Linked DNA regions of Mus musculus: region 2 is linked to region 1. Evidence: chromatin contacts called from public HiChIP or PLAC-seq data. All regions are on one chromosome and are shown on one strand. The core of a region is the stretch at or near the end of the contact, and the rest is flanking DNA. Distances in the headings are between cores, read along the strand shown.

Evidence for each region. HiChIP or PLAC-seq counts read pairs in DNA pulled down with a chosen protein or histone mark.
Region 2: an H3K27ac HiChIP or PLAC-seq map of embryonic stem cells shows a contact between it and region 1, with 17 read pairs. The contact joins the promoter of Cct8l1 here to the enhancer-like site in region 1. A contact is called at or near these places in 1 of 39 promoter capture datasets (macrophages), 2 of 484 Hi-C or Micro-C datasets (brown adipocytes and embryonic stem cells), 11 of 115 datasets of contacts at active chromatin or transcription factors (bone marrow-derived macrophages, embryonic stem cells and neural tube) and 4 of 9 other capture datasets (adipose tissue, embryonic stem cells, liver and 1 more).

What each region holds. Positions count from the first base shown.
Region 1 is chr5:25,552,349-25,557,484 of GRCm38.p6, reverse strand. No RefSeq gene overlaps it. Among named protein-coding and RNA genes, the nearest start is that of 1700096K18Rik, 25 kb to the right of the region's middle. Within about 2 kb of position 3,029, at least 12 of the 459 cell types and tissues checked have an H3K27ac peak or open chromatin away from gene starts, as enhancers often do. A contact at or near this core is called in embryonic stem cells, where this site is marked.
Region 2 is chr5:25,513,234-25,518,369 of GRCm38.p6, reverse strand. Cct8l1 (chaperonin containing TCP1, subunit 8 (theta)-like 1) reads right to left here and starts at 2,303. Exons shown (of 1, transcript NM_198621.2): 1 at 343-2,303. The coding sequence starts at 2,081. The coding sequence ends at 393.

The DNA.
Region 1 (5,136 bases), core at 1,780-4,279:
GGGAGGTTGAAATTTTTTTATGAAGTCATTGTTTTCTTCTTTTGTTTTTTTAATTAGATATTTTCTTTATTTACATTTCAAATGTTATCCTCTTTCTTAGTTTCCCCTCCAAAAATCCCCTACCCCCTCTCCTCTTACTCCCCAACCCACCCACTCCCATTCCTGGCCCTAGCATTCCCCTATACTGGGGCATAGAACCTTCACAGGATCTAAGGCCTCTTCTCCCATTGATGACCAACTAGGCCATCCTCTGCTACATATGCAGCTAGAGCCACAAGTTCTACCATGTGTTTTCTTTGATTGGTGGTTTAATTCCAAGGAGCTCTGGGGGTACTGGTTAGTTCATATTGATGTTCCTCTTATGGGGTTTCAGACCCCTTCAGCTCCTTGGTTACTTTCTCTGGCTCCTCCATTGGGGATCCTGTGCTCCAGCCAATGGATGACTGTGAGCATCCACTTCTGTATTTGCCAGGCACTAGCAGAGCCTCTCAGGAGACAGCTATATCAGGCTCCTGTCAGCAAAATCTTGTTGGCATCTGCAATAGTGTCTGGTTTTGGTGGTTGTTTATGGGATGGATCCCCAGGTGGGACAGTCTCTGGATGGTTGTTCCTTCAGTCTCTGCTCTGAACTTTGTCTCTGTAACTCCTCCCAATGGAGGAGTTAGAGAAAGGACTGAAGGGGCTGAAGGAGTTTGCAGCCCCATAGGAAGAACAACAATATAAACCATCCAGACCCCCCAGAGTTCCCAGAGACTAAACCACCAACCGAAGAGTACACACAGAGGGCCCCAGCCACATATGTGGCAGAGGATGGCCTTGTCGGGCATCAGTGGGAGAAGAGGCCCTTGGTCCTGTGCAGGCTCCATGCTCCAGTGTAAGGAATGCAAGGGCAGGAAGGGGGAGTGGGTGGGTGGAGGAACACCCTCATAGAAGCCGGTAGATAGAGGAGGCATGGGATAGGGGGTTTCCGGGAGGGGGAGGGGACCGGGAGAGGGGATAACATTTGAAATGTAAACAAAGAAGATACCCAATTTTTAAAAAAGGGAAAAAAATAAAAGTTCAAAGTCTCTTCTTAGATTCATGCAGTCTCTTAACTGTAATGCCTATAAAATCAAAATAAAAAAGCATATCACATATTTCAAACATAACGGAATATATACTACCAAAATATCATGGTGAGAAAATACTGGACCTAAGCAGGACCAAACCCAGCCAGACAACCTCCAAACGCGGCATCTCTGTCTGGATAGCATCTCCTTTCACATTTGTTGTTTCTACTCCGTGTTAGTAGCTTTCCTCAGCAGGTATCCCACGACGCTGGCATCTCTAATATCTCAGGGTCTCCAAGGCAACTTAACTTCACAGGTTCTTGTTCCAGTGTCTAGGATCCACACATGATCTTCTGTGCTCCCCCAAAGGTCTTGGGTCACTTCTCCAGCTCTGCCCTCTGTAGCACTCTAGGCTCTGGCTGACTCCATTCCACTGTTGCTTCAATTCTTAGCGGTCATCTCATGGTACCAGCGTCCCGAATATGCTGGAGTCTTCAGCTGCAACTGAGCTCCACTTTCACCAAAAGCCTTTCATATGCTGTCTCCATGGTGCCAAGCCTCAACTTCTTTGCCTGACCCCTTGAGTCCTGGGCCTTTTATTGCAACTGAGGCTGCACTTTCACCAATGTCATTTCCTAGCCTGTCCCAGTGCCAAGCCTCAGCTGCTCTCCGTGATCCTTTCATGCCTTCAAAACCAGTAGCACCTGGGTAATTCGTACACATCACCAAGTCCAGCTGCCTACACAAAGTCTATTTCTGGACCATGACTTCTTTGTGCTCTCAGAAAATTTTGAGCCCTCCTTGGCCATGGCAGGGACATTGTGACATGGTTCTAGCCCCTGAAAAGAACCAGCAGGGTATGAGCCTCACAATGGTTGCTGTGGGCATGAGGCTTGGTTGTATAATTTTTTATTTTTTTATTTTTTTTACTTCATGTTCCTCCTTTGGGGAATATTCTCATCACCAAGGTTAATGACACCTTGATAATTAGAAGCAGCATGAGTCTGGGAGGCAAGGGTGTGTGTGTGTCTGTGTCTCAGCAAAATGGCAAATACTGAGACCTTTAGAACAGTCCTCAGGTTGTAGGAAAGAACTCTGAAAATATGAAATCAAAAATATGTAATTCTCAACTATGCAAAATATAAGGATGCAACGTAAGCCGGGGGTGGTGGCGCACGCCTTTAATCCCAGCACTTGGGAGGCAGAGGCAGGCAGATTGCTGAGTTCAAGGCCAGCCTGGTGAGTTCAGGATGCAACATGAATTGTATAAACAGCTTCGCAGATCTAAAAGAACAGAGGCAGCTGCACTATAAGCCAGTGTGTCAGAAAGATAGTAAGGATCAAGATAAAGAGATTTGGGGAGTGGTTGTCAAAAGCCTAGATCCCCAGCTAAGTTTTTTGTTTATGCCTACAGGCAGGTCGATTCTTGAGTTCAAGGTCAGCCTGAGACAGAGGGAGTTTAGGTTCAGGCCCAGACTAGGTAGGAATGGTAATTTCAGGGCCTGGTTCCACCCAGCTAATTGTCTATGCTTAACAAAGGCAGACTAATCTCTGAGTTCTTTTGCAAAATTAAAAAAACAATGTGTTTGCTGTTTCTTCCAAAGAGTCAAAGGGCTAAGGTCATGGAATGCTGATCTGTGGGATGGTCAAGAATGAATGACTGAGTTGGTCAACATGGGATGAGCTAGGAGAGAGAGATAGCAGAGCAGATCCTTTTAAGAAATTTTTGTAACAGGAGTCTAGCTGTCTGGAAATCTTTGGAGAGTGATTCTCTGGATAGATTTTTTTCTAACAGAAGAGATGGAGGAGAAGGCCTTCTCTGGGGATTTCAGTGTTAAAGCTTTTATAGTGGTGTTCAATGAAAATGCTCTCTTACATGATATTCAGTGGAAACAAACAGCCTGTGCACACACACACTTTATTTGGGCTAAACAAGGGCTATATGTGAACCTTGGAGAGTGGGAAGGGGTTTTCAGGGTAAACATAAATCATTGGCTGGAGCTTAAGGTACTGGGAATGCCTCATTTGCATAGAGAGGCACTCCAGGAGTTCCAAGATCTTACCTGGAGAGAGGAAGCTGAATCTTTAATTTTGCCAAGTGACAGTTTGTGACATTCCTCAGGTAGAAACTGTAGAGGTTGGGCTCCCCAGATCAGGCTGATTAAATAGCAGGATCTAACAGAGAGCAAGCAGGTGTGGTGCCACACACCTTTAATTCCGACTCTCAGAAAGTAGAGTCAGGCAGATCTCTGTGAATTCAGGGCCAGCCTGGTCTACATAGTGAGTACCAATGTAGCCCAGGCTACACAGTGAGACTCTCTTAGTTTAGGTTTATAGTGCTGTAAAGAGACACCATGACCAAGGCAACTCTCATAAGGATAGCATTTAATTAGAGCTGTCTTACAAGTTCACAAGATTAGTCCATTATCATAATGGCAAGAAGCATGATGGTACACAGGCAAACATGGTGCTGGAGAAGGAGCCAAGAGTTCTACATCTGAATCAACAGGTACAAGAGAGAGAGAGAATGAGCCAACTAGGCCTGGCTTGAATGTCTGAGATCTCAAAACTCACCTATAGTGACACACTTCCTCCAACAAGGCCACACTTCCTTCAACAAGGCATAGTACCAATCTGTATAGTCCTATGGGGATCATTTTCATTCAAACCACCATAGTCTCGAAAACAAAATGAAACGATAGATAGATAGATAGATAGATAGATAGATAGACAGACAGACAGACAGATAGATAGATAGAGAAAACAGAAAAGGAAATCTATTCTTTGTTATTACCTTGGGAAGAGGAGCAAAAAGATCTAGCAAAGTCCCTTTCTTCTTTGACCCTGAAATTAGATCAATATGCACGTTTAAGAAATCCTGGCCAGGGCTTAGTCCTGCCCGCCACTGACTACAGTTATCTTCTTAGTTATTTTCTATTTGTCTTGAAGAGACACCATGACCAAGGCAATTTATTTTAATTCATTTACTTTGGGTCTTCTGTTTCCAGAGTCATGACCATCATGACAGGAAAGCAAGGTGGCAAAGAGACAGCAAGGTGCTAGAGCAGTTACTGAGAGCTTGCGTTTGATCCACAAGCAGGAGGCAGAGACAGAGAGAGAACGGGGAATACCATGGGCTTTTGAAACCTCAAAGCCCACCCCCAACAACACACCTCCTCCAACGAGGCCACACCTTTTCATCTTTCCCAAATAGTTCTACTAACTAGGGACCAGATATTCAAACATATGTGTTTATGGGGACTAGTCTTGCTTATCATTGTATCTGGGTCCAGCCTCATCCTGTGAGATGGTTGTTAGGTCTGTATGAAATCTCTTTTAAGGAGACAAGTGCCCCCTACACACACACACACACACACACACACACACACACACACTCTCTCTCTCTCTCTCTCTCTCTCTCACACATACACACACACACTTACACACTCATACACACTCATATTCACACACACACTCACACACACTCATACACTCACACACACTCACACACATACACACATTCACACATACACACTCACATACACTCACACACACTCACACACATACACTCACAAGCACATACTCACACACATACTCATACACACATACACTCACACACATATACACACTCATACACACTCACACACACTCATATCACACACACTCACACACACACACACACACACACATACGCAAACACACACCACTGGCATCCTTTCCTTCCCCCAGCATCATGAGATTATGGGGGAATTCCCATTTGTTTGGGTAATCATTGTAATAGGCTCAAGTATCTATAATATTTTCAGTTTTGCCTGACCAGCTACAAAATCCATTTTAAAAGGGGATTAGACATGAGCAGTAGGAAGGCAGGGAGGAAAGGGAAAATGGATACAGGAAGCAGAGTGCTTTTGAGCTTGCTGATATTCCTGACTCCAGATTCACATCTGCAAGTGACAATAAGACCCACTTGTCTGTCACAGGGTTTACCATGTACTCTTTAAGTCCTTGTGGCTGTAGCTTAATGAAAGCATTTCTTATGCAATTATCCCAGCTTCTGTCTTGGACAGGGGAGGCTGAGCCAGAGTTC
Region 2 (5,136 bases), core at 1,054-3,553, 38 kb after region 1:
ACAGACAGACAGACAGACAGACAGACAGACACACACACACACACACACCTTTTAGAAGGTGTAGTAGTGCACACCTTTAATCCCAGCATTCTAGGAGGCAGAGGCAGGCAGATCTGAGAGTTCTAGGCCAACCTGGTCTACAAAGCCAGTTTCAGAATAGCCAGGGCTATTATCATCAAACAAAATAAAACAACAACAAACCAAATTCCCCAAATCAATCCAAAACCCAAAAACAAAAACAAAACCCAAAGGAAGGAAGGAAGGAAGGAAGGAAGGAAGGAAGGAAGGAAAGAAGGGGCTTTAGAAGCCCCAGACATGAGGGACAGAAAAGGAAAACATCTGTATTTTGGAGGTCACTTTGCAATCCTGACCATTCTTTATTTAGTGTGCCGCTATACATATTTTCCAAAGAATTTTGCTCTCAGGGGTGAGGATACCTTTGCATTCAAGGTGGGGTCTGTGATCTGTCTGTACAAAGGAGTCTTTCTGGCCACTATAATTTGGTCCACAGTCACCAGCTGCTGCACCAGCTCAGCAACTGCTTGTAACCCTTGGGCTTTGGTCCTCAGTATGTCCCATATACCTTCATGAGTCACATTTACTAAGCCGTCTGTTCCCACTCCAACGAAGAAGTTCCCAGCTTGGTGAAATCCACTCAATTCTGCCATCACGCTTTGGGCAGCTAAGCCTGCATTCTCTGCCAGGGTTTTAGGCAGAGAACTCAGGGCTTGAGCAAATGCTTGGAAGGCCAGACCGTTGGGGCCAGACAGTCGGCTTCCTTTGTCTACCAGCATTTTTGCCAGAGCCATCTCTGTGGCACCTGCTCCTGGCAGTAGTCTGGGATCTTGACACAGCTGAGAAAATGCATCAATGCCATAGTAGACAGCCTGCTCTGCAACCCGAAGTCCCTGGATGGTGGGTCCCCTAAGGACCACTGAGAGAAAAGGTGCAATCTCATGTTCCCATTCAAACATTACCACCGCAGTATCTCCAAATTCCTTCCTGTAAACCTTGTGGCACTTCCCTGGCTCCAGGGGAGGAAGGACCCGGCCGAGCAGAGGAGTGCCCAGCTTCTCACTCAGGTAGACAATCTCCTTTCGGGACTTGGCTTGAATCACCATGATGCCACAGTAGTTAGCCTGGTCCACCGATTTCTCATTAACTTCCCCCAAGACCACTGCCACGTTAATGTCCATAATGGCTAGTTGGGCTATTTCCTTTTCCACTTGTTCAGTTTGTTTCCGAAATCTTAGTAGTTCTTCCGGGTTGGAGAGACGTGGTGTGGCCAGTGTAAATGGATTTGTAGGACCAAAGGGGCAATTGAACAGGGCCACCCTAGCATCACCAAGGACCTCAGTCTTTTGTCCACACAGCTTCCCCGCTATTGCTACTCCAGGAAAAATTCGGGAATCAGTCAGTTTCCCACCCTGAAGTACGCACACGACAATACTCTCAGGCTTGAAGCTGCCATTTGGCTCCCTGCTAACCCAGCACGCTTGAGCTACAAGCTTGGTTAAATAATCTGAGTTGGACAGGGTGTGAGTACTTATCACAGAATAGAGGGCCCAGGAAGGATCTTCCAAAGGCCCTAGAGAGCGGATGGCCAGGGAAGGCAGAGCGGTCAGAACTTCTGCTGTGGCTGTGGCAAAGGCCTCCCGGAGCTGGGTTGGAGTTAGGCCAGCCCACAGAAGGTAATGGGCCTGCTCCAGCAAGGCTTCTGTCAGTAGAACAACAAAGACCGTGCCATCCCCAGCGTTCTCTACCTGGGTTTGGGCTAATTCTTGAACAAACTGGGCAGCTGGGTGCTCCAGGTCCAGAGCCTTGAGGATGGCAGCGGCATGACCTGTACAAACTGTTTCTCCCTTGGCAGTCACCAGAAACTTCTGCCGGCCAAAGGGACCATAACAAGACCGGATGATACTGGCTAGGGTCTGAGCTGCAGCTGTGGCCCTCAGTATGTATGATGGCTCTTCTCCTTGAGATTCAGGGGTTTTCTCTAGGCCTGGCTTCAGCCGCTGGGGAAGTTCTAGGTCTGATTGAACTTTGGTTTGTGTGGCCCGGGAGGGTGGGGAGACCGCCATGGGTTAGACTAACCGTTAGAAGCACTCTGGAAATGGCAGTAGGCACACCTTGGCATCTGTCTTTGATGCTGCTCCAGAAGTCAAATGCACATCACTTGCTACCTGCAGAAGCCAACCGGAAGTGGGCCTCCACTTTGCGCCCAAGGATGAAGCGCAGAGAGTTCAGTTCCAGACCCATCTCCAAAACTGAGTCTGAACAAGCGAGGCCCCTGGGACTTGACCCACAGGAGCTAAACTGTCCCTCTGATGAAGTCACAAAGTAACAAATGGAACCAGAGATAGGGAATGAAGTCACAGAGGGACCCTGATAGCAGGAATGAAACCCAACAAACCAAAATAACTTTACTGTTGAAAATTCAGAAACACTTCTAGTTCCCAACGAAGACTGTCTTTGGTGTTTTGAGGGAACTGACGTTGGGAGTGTCCTATGTAGCACCAAAAGAACAAAAGCAAAAACAAAAACAAACAAACAAACAAAACAGAAGTAACCTGCTGGAGGTTATCACCATGCCCCAACTCAAATTGTATTATAGAGCTATAGTACCAGAAATGCCATGGTGTTTGGTGATTTGGGTGGTGTACTGGGTGGTGGTGGCACTTGCCTTTAATCCCAGCATTTAGGAGACAGAGGCTGGCAGATTTCTGTGAGTTCAAGGACAGCCTGATCTATAGCCAGGGCTGTCACACAGAGAAATCCTGTCTTGAAAAATCAAAAATCAAACCAAAACCCAAAACAAAGAAAGTCCAGAACTAACAATAAAACAAGACACAATTGGCTGTGTGGTTTATCCTTGTGATCCCAGTCCCTGGAGACTGTGGGACCATCACAAACTCCATGCCAGCCTGGGCTATAGACTGAGAATGTCCATCCCAAAAGGCAAAGGAAACAGAAAGACCAACAAAATACTCCCCAAACACAGACCAAGCCTGACAGACCTAAATTCAGTCCCCAGAGGCAAGGACAAGAGAATTGCCACAAGTCTAGGGGCAGCCTGATAGCTGCATAGGAGTTCCAGGCTAGCCAGAGCTGGCAGTGAGACCCTGTCCCCACCAACAAAACAAAATAAAACAGCAAACAAAACAGCATGGCAGAATGAAGTGCACACCTCTATTCCCTGCCCTGGCGGGAAAATGCTCAAAGATTGTCTTAGGTTCCAGTCCGCCGGGGCTACACAGCAAGGCTCTATCTTACAAAACAAAACACAGAAAACGCTAAATCCAACCCTAGTCTTCACACTGGCAGCTTACAACTACTGATAGCTCAAGCTCCAGGACACCTCCGGCTTCCGTAAGCACCTGTGCTCTTTTGCATATACCCACACTTCAATACTCACGATTACAAACAAACAAACAAACAAACAATTTTTTGGGAGGAGGGTTTCTCTGTATAGCCCTGGCCGTCCTGGAACTCACTCTGTAGACCAGGCTGGCCTTGAACTCAGAAATCTGCCTGCCTCTGCCTCCGGAGTGCTGGGATTAAAGGCGTGCGCCACCACGCCTGGTACAAACAAACCACTTTTAAAGAAGCTGAGGATGGTGGCCCACATCTTTTAAAAAACTTTTTATAGCTGGGTGTAGAGAGAGCTTAAATTTTTTTAAAAGATTTATTTATTATTATATCTAAGTACACTGTAGCAGTCTTCAGACACCAGAAGAGGGAATCAGATCTCCTTATGGATGGTTGTGAGCCACCATGTGGTTGCTGGGATTTGAACTCAGGACCTTCAGAAGAGCAGTCAGTGTTCTTAACCACTGAGCCATCTCTCCAGCCCTAAAAAAATTTTAATTATGTTTTTGAGACAGAGTTTCTCTGTATAACCCTGGCTAGCTGTTCTGGAATTTAATCTGTAGACCGGGCTGGCCTCGAACTCACAGAGATCCACCTGTCTGTGCCAATGGAGTGCTGGGATTAAAGGTGAGTGCCACCACTGCCACCACATAAAAAACACAAAAGAAATCCACAAAATATGAATTTCACATCAGACATTTCCAATCCCACTCATCTCCCTGTCCCTGCAACTCCATCCTCAGCCCTTGCTACCTGATCTGCAAAAGAAAAACAAACAAACAAACAAACAATCATGGAAGTTGTAGTGTGTTGTAGTCTGTCACATAGTATAGCCCTTTGTCCATGCATCTTTACTTGCAAATGTTCATTGCAGTAAGTCATTTGTCTGGTTCAAGGCCTCTGGCTTCTGCTACACTGTCAGTACTGGATTGTCACTGGGATTCCTCTAGAATATTCTCTTGCTGTCCTGTGTCATGGAGATCCTACAACTTTGGATCTACAGGACTGGCCCCTACACAAGCTTCAGCAGTTTGTAGATGGGATAGATGTTGGAGTGGGCTAACTCAAAGCCCTAGATCTGGGCCTGGGTGGTAGCTGAGTTGGTTAATCTGCTAGATCTCACCACCAGGACAATCTCTTTAGCACTGCCCAGATTAGCTCACCCAGTGCTGCAGCCAGCAAGAGGCAGGGCCAGCTCTCCTGTTCTCATGCCCTTGGGCATGGCTTACCCACACCACCAGGGCCAGCCCTACTGTGCTGCTCAAGCAAGGTACAAGGCCCACTCTCCTTGGTGGTCTACACCTTTAATTCCAGCATTTGAGAGGCAAAGACAAGCAGATCTCTATAGACTCAGTCTGGTCTACATGGTGAGTTCCAGGCCAGCCAAGGGTACATGGTGAGACTCTGTTTCATTGTCAGGCATGATGCTGCACTTCAGTAGTCCCATCCCTTGGGAAAGAGAGGCTGGAAGGTCTCTATGAGCTCAACACTATCCTGGTCTACAGAGTGAGTTCCAGGCTAGCCAGAGACCCTATCTCAAAATGGCAATAGAACAACAAAAAGCTGCTTAAAAGAAAGCCATGAAGCCTCCCTCTGGCCCTTTCTGGCCTTTACTCCTGCTGGCTTTGGTGGAGTAATGATGTCTATGATGCAATCTAACAGACACTTCTTGAGGACCCACTGTGATCAGTACCAGGTGGAGCACACAGGCAAGAGTTGGAAACACACAGATTTATAGGAAATGAACCCAGCTTTTGATAGGTGAGA